2 separate regions of the Pan troglodytes genome follow, and region 1 is linked to region 2. Evidence: chromatin contacts called from public HiChIP or PLAC-seq data. All regions are on one chromosome and are shown on one strand. The core of a region is the stretch at or near the end of the contact, and the rest is flanking DNA. Distances in the headings are between cores, read along the strand shown. Region 1 holds the start of TACO1 (translational activator of cytochrome c oxidase I). Region 2 holds the start of CYB561 (cytochrome b561).

Evidence for each region. HiChIP or PLAC-seq counts read pairs in DNA pulled down with a chosen protein or histone mark.
Region 1: an H3K4me3 HiChIP or PLAC-seq map of stem cell-derived excitatory neurons shows a contact between it and region 2, with 8 times the contacts expected there. The contact joins the promoter of TACO1 here to the promoter of CYB561 in region 2. A contact is called at or near these places in 3 of 7 Hi-C or Micro-C datasets (induced pluripotent stem cells and stem cell-derived neural progenitor cells) and 1 of 1 datasets of contacts at active chromatin or transcription factors (stem cell-derived excitatory neurons).

The regions. Positions count from the first base shown.
Region 1 is chr19:76,730,395-76,733,419 of NHGRI_mPanTro3-v2.0_pri, reverse strand. It overlaps TACO1 (translational activator of cytochrome c oxidase I), which reads right to left and starts at 1,522. Exons shown (of 5, transcript XM_001146595.6): 1 at 1,001-1,522. The coding sequence starts at 1,280.
Region 2 is chr19:76,578,676-76,581,564 of NHGRI_mPanTro3-v2.0_pri, reverse strand. CYB561 (cytochrome b561) reads left to right here and starts at 1,414. Exons shown (of 6, transcript XM_016932718.4): 1 at 1,414-2,156.

The DNA.
Region 1 (3,025 bases), core at 273-2,772, 150 kb before region 2:
GGTATTATCCTTGTTTCAGGGAAACTCAAGCTACTTGTTCAAGGTTAGTCAGTGACAGAAACCAGTCTTCCTGACTCCAAAGTCCACAGTTTCTCTCTCTCTTTTTTTTTTTTTTGAGATGGAGTCTTGCTCTGTCACCCAGGCTGGATGGAGTACAGTAGAGCAATCTCGCTTACTGCAGCCTCCAACTCCTGGGTTCAAGCAATTCTCCTGCTTCAGCCTCCCGAGTAGCCAGCATTACAGGCGTGCACCACCATGCCTGGCTAATGTTTTTTTTTTTTTTATGCTATTTTTAGTAGACACAGGGTTTCCCCATGTTGGCCAGGCTAGTCCTTAACTCCTGACCTCAAGTGATCTGCCCGCCTCTGGCCTGGGATTACAGGCTGAGCCACTGCGCCCAGTCCAAAGTCCATGCTTTCTACAGGACTTTTCCTTTGCTCCTACAGATGTCTGGCCCTAAACAGAAAAAAAGCCTTTTCAGTGTGGCGACCTAAGGGAGAAAAGACATGGCTGCAAATCTACCTTCCAAGGAAATGTGTCTTGGGGAAACATTAATGAAGCAAACTAAGGCCTAAGCACTTAAGTAACAGCTTTACTCAGTGCCCCTGCCACAACCAATAAGGTACTTGAGGCGACTTCAGAGGGGTTGATTTGTCTCTTCAGGAGAGACACACATCTGCCCTGACTCTTAGGGCTTGTTGCTATTAAGTACCCAGCTAGACTAGGATGAAGTCACTTCTACCTTACCGGCTTATCTTCTTAAGAGCAGCTCCCTCTCTGACAAACTGGCCAGATGCTCAGCGTCTGGAAAGGTGAGTGAGAACCTTCAACGTAGGGTAGGTGTTTTGAGGATTTATGAGGTGGGCAATGGTGGGTACTGGGGAAGGAAAACAAAGTGAAGGGCCGGAGATCTAGGTGGGCCCAACTCCGAGAGGCAAGCGAGGCTGCGGGCACTGAGAGGGCAGCGGCAGCCAGTGCTGGGTGACCGTCAGGGTCTCACCTTTCACTGCCAGGCGGATGTTCAAACAGAGTTTGGAGAAGATGCGACTCCTTTCGACGTCCTTCGGACCCTTGATGTGCCTGACTTTGGACCACTTGTTGTGCCCGGCGGGGACAGCCGCGGTGAAGTGCAGCGTCCTGCCCGGAGCGGCACCACAGCCCCGGGGCTCGGGGTGGGAGGGCCGGGGGTCGCGCGGAGGAGCCGCCCTGACCCCGGGGCCTCGTGCCAGCAAGCATAGGGCAGCGGCCCTGCTTAGGCTGGCAGCAGCCCAAGCCGCCATCGGTCCCGACCTGGGGTTCAAGCTGCTAGCAGCAGCGGCCAACGCCGGCGCGTCTCTTCCACTGCCGGAACAAGCAGTTCCGGACCCCGCGGCCGCCTATGCCGGTCACCTGAGACCCAAAGGCTTGGGCCCGCCCGGGGCGGCTCAACAGCTAATGACCCTACACCGTCCCCTCGGCACCCGGGACTGGGGGCCCTTGATGGCGTAGCACACTTCCTTTACCGGGTTCGCTCCAAAAACACGTCCCCACTGCCCGCAAAGTCCGTTCCGTGGCTGCACGGTACTCGCTCCTCTCTTGCCCTTGAGCAGATCTAGTTAGTGCTCAAGCCCTCCCGGTTGCCTAGAGAGTGCCGGACTTTGTTTCTCATAATGTTCTAGTGGAGACACATCTGAGTTACGAAACTGACTTTGCTTCCAAATTGCTGCCTAAATCTGAGCAAGTCCAGAATGATATTTTGTTGTTGCCTCATTGTACTGGGAAAGAAACTGCTGCCAGAGAAGTGAATTGCCCAAATGTTTAATCTCTCTGAACGTCTTCCCTATTTATAAATAAGGATCTAATATTTGCTTTATCAACATAGGAAAGTTGGAAACACAAAATGAGCCCTTAGAGCTTTAAAGTAATAAAGTTTTACGTAAATAGCCACAGTGCACTTAAGCCCCTAGATGCAAGAGATGGTTTGGGACAGACTCAGATGAGTCACAGGCCTTTGGGAGAGGGAGAATGATCAGACAAGCCCTTTGGAGCTAAACTCCCCTCTTCATTTTCTCTCTGCTGTCTCGAAAGAGAAAACCGAATCCGTTAGAAGATGGAGAGAAACAAAGCAGCAGCTGCTGAAAAGCTTTGTAGTGACTCCCATGCTGGTGAGATTAAGTCCAAAGGGCATGACATATCAGGTAGAGAAGCAGGACAGCCGGGCGCGGTGGCTCACGCCTGTAATCCCAGCACTTTGGGAGGGTGAGGCAGACGGATCGCTAGGTCAGGAGTTCGAGACCAGCCTGGTCAACATGGTGAAACCCCGTCTCTACTAAAAATACAAAAATTAGCCAGGTGCGGTGGGTGCCCATAGCCCTTCATACATGCTTGCACCTTAGCACTTACCTTTTAAAAAAATATCAAAATGTTTATATCTGTTTCTACCGTAATACTAAATTCTCTGAGAGTAGGACTGTACTTCCTATGCCCAACACAGTTCTCATTTTTAAAAAAATTAACAGCTTTGACATATTTCACAGATCACACAGATCACCAATTCAAAGTGTACAATGTGTTATAGAATATTCAGAGCTGTGCACAATTGATTTTACATTTTCATCATCCCCAAAAGAAGTCCTGTACCCATTAACAATCATTCCCTATTTCCCCCCAATTCCCGCAGCCCTAGGCAATCACCAATTTACTTCTGTCTCTGTGGGTTTGCCTCTTCTGGACATTTAATATGAATGGGCCCAAACGCTATGTGGCCTTTGGTAACTGGCTTCTTTCACTTAGCATGATGTTTTCAGGATTCTTGCATGTTGTAGCATGTATCAGTATTTCATTTCTATTGCCAAATAATATTCCATTGTATGAATATACCAAGTTTTATTTATCCATTCATCAGGCAATGGACATGTGGTTGTTTCCACCTTCTATGGTGAATAATGAGGCTGTGAACATTCATGTACACATTGCTGTGTGGACGTATGTTTTCACTTCTTTTAGTTATATACCTAGGAGTGGAATTGCTGGGTCATATCATAAC
Region 2 (2,889 bases), core at 165-2,664:
GTTCTTTAAAATGGGTTAGGTGTAGCCATGAGCCCCCCCCATGCAGCGGGTGTGCAGGCCTCTCCCTCAGTCAGAACACCCTCACCCACCCCTCCCCACCTGAAGCAGGCCCTTGAGAACACTGCTGGCAGGGAGGCGGCTGCTCTTCCTCCTAAGGGAAAAGCCTGCAGCCCCGTGCTGCTGGGCCGTGGGGTGAGGGGGAAGCCAAAGGGCCCCTATCACCCCTCAGCAGGAGTCTCTCCTGGCTTTGGAAGGGGCTGAAGGCCCGGGGCTCTCACGAGGGAACTCAGCCCTGCTCAGCCGGTCAGGACTCCTCCTCCACGTCTAAATCCACAGACCAAACAAAGGACATGGCTCAGTTCCACCTTCAATCCACAGGGATTCTGCCTGTTAGCACGCTAAGGAAACTGTTTCTTACTTTAAATTATCCATTAATTTCCTCCAACTGAAAGATACTCTAAAAATTTTCTGTTGTTAGAGGGTTTAAGCTTGGTCCCTCTTAGGGGGTGGGCCCTGCTGTGTCGGCCCGTTGTGTCTGCTCGTGGAAGGTGTGCCATGTGCCACCGTGTGCCATGTGCAGCTGACACGCCTGTGCGTCTCGCCTGGCGCTGGAGACTGCTCTCTGTGTACTAAGCGAGTACTGGATCCCCAGGGCCTATCTTGCCCACTGCCTGTGGGAAGCCCACAGTCTACACAAAGCGCATTCAAGTAAGCAGGTCTCCCTGCCCCCCGGCCTCCCAGAACTTCGGTGCCTGGAGGGCAGGTGGGGGAGGGCGTTCCTGAATGGAGGCCGGTTTCCCTCTGCGGGGAGGAAACCCCATTTCCCTCCTACCCCTAGGCGCTTGCTACATCTGGCCCGGCATCAGACAGGAAAGAACCCTTTCTTCCCAGCTTGTAGGAAGTCTGAGCTGGGCCCCTTATCTACCCACAGCACTTCCTGGACCGGGGCCCTGGACCGGGCTCCGAAGGGGCTGGCACCCGGTCTTGGTCTTGGCCTCGGCGCCCTCCTTTCTCTGCGCTTTGGGCAGGGGAAGCTGCGGACGGCAAGGTCTCGGCTTTCGTGACAGCCTGGTGGAACCGGTGTTCCCCGAAGGCTACTCTGCGGGGGCGGGGGCTAGTCCGGGCCTTCCCGGCAGTATCGTCTCCCCCGTGGGGGCTGGGGAGGTGCCCCCAGGGCTCCCGGAGCGGCGGCGTGGCCAAGGCCCGAACCGGGTCTGACATCTAGTGGCCTCTTGGGCCCGGGCGGGGCGAGGGCGGGGCAGGGAAGAAGGTGGAGGGCAGAATGGGAGGCGTGGAGCGAGAAAATCAGGAAGCGCGGGACCAAGCCGGGGAAGGGCGGCGGGTCTCGCCCCTGGCACCCGCTCTCCTCGGGGCCCGTCCCGTCCCCCAGGCCTGGACGACCCCAGGTCCTTCCGTGCGCAGTCGGGGCTCGCACCGGCGAATCCCGCGGCCCTCGAGGCAGGCCCGGGGGAGCTCCCGGCCCTCCACCCCCGCAGGCCGCAGACCCCACGCACCCCCGATCATGGGGGCCCCGGAGAGAGGTCGCGAGGCCGGGCTCACGGTGGCCGCGGTTCGCCCACGTGCGGGCCCGGAGCTGGCAGGGCCCGGTCCCGAGCGTGGCCGCAACCGCGGGGACCTGGCACGTGCGGGGCAGCCCCGGGGGCCGCGTGCGCCACTTCCGGTCTCGGAGACACCGCCCAGCCCGCCGCCCGGTTGCCATGGCGACGCTGTCGCGCCACGGCCCGCAGAACCGGCCGAGCGACCCGGGCGCGGCGCGGGGAGGCTGGCGGGACGCTCGGGTAGGCAAGGTAGGAGGCCGGGCTGGGGGTGGGAGCGGAGCGCGCAGGGGTGCGGGGCGGGGGCGGCCCAGGTGAGCCCTGACTGCGCAGGGAGGGACAGCGCGGGGCTCCCGAGTAGCAGCCGGCCTCGCACTTGCCCCCTGCGGCCGCGCACCGGACTGCGGCGCAGACCCGCACCCTGGGCCCGAGGGCTGCAGGGCTCGCCCGCCCTCTCGGAGCCGCAGCCTCTCCCGGTCCAGGCGGCCCGTGCCCTGGCCTGCCCGGGTGCCGGGTCTCTGCTGAAGTTAGAACCGAGACCCCCGCTTGCTGGTGACCCCGAGTTTGGATCTTTGCTCCTGCGCCGCGTTCTAGAGCAAGGTAGGGTGCAAATGGACCAACCAGCCTTTGCCACGGCTGCCCTCTTGAAATCTGAAACCGGAGCCACCGCCTCTTGCCCCGAGCAGGGCCCGGGCTGCAACTTGGAGCCGCAGGTCCCCGCCTGTGTCTCCCGACGCCCCCAGCTTCTGAGCGCGAGGGTGGGAGTTTCCCGAGTGGGAAAGCCCCACGGCTTCAGTGGCCTCGGTGGCCCTGTGGTGGGTCAGGCCGGTGCCAACTGCGCTGAGGGCGGAGCTGCCGCCACCTTGACACCTGGGAGATGGCAGGGCCACCCTCCCTCCCTCCCTCCCTGCCCTGTCCTCGACTGTATCACGGAGCGAGGATCATCCGTGTGGATCTGGGGTCCCCTTCCCAGACTTCTCCTTTCTGGTCGTCCTCCTCTCATTCATTCCACCTTGGCAGCCTTTGTGGATTTTCTGACTCCGTAAATGAAGTTACATCTAGGGCGCCTAGATTCTGCCCCTTTGTTTTAATAGCTAATGGAAAAAAAAAAACAAAAAACAAACAAAAAAAAAAGCTTTGCCACCTCCTCTAGGTGCCTGGATTTCTCCCGGTGAAATTTGATGGAGGCAGGAAAATACGAGGCGGCGGCAGCCCCACCTCCTTGCATGAGGAGCCTCCTAGAGCTGGAGGTGGAACCACCCTGCTTGTCCCACTCCTTTTCTTTCTTGCTTTATTGCTTTCTTGCTTTCCTTGCTTTCCTTCCTTCTTTTTT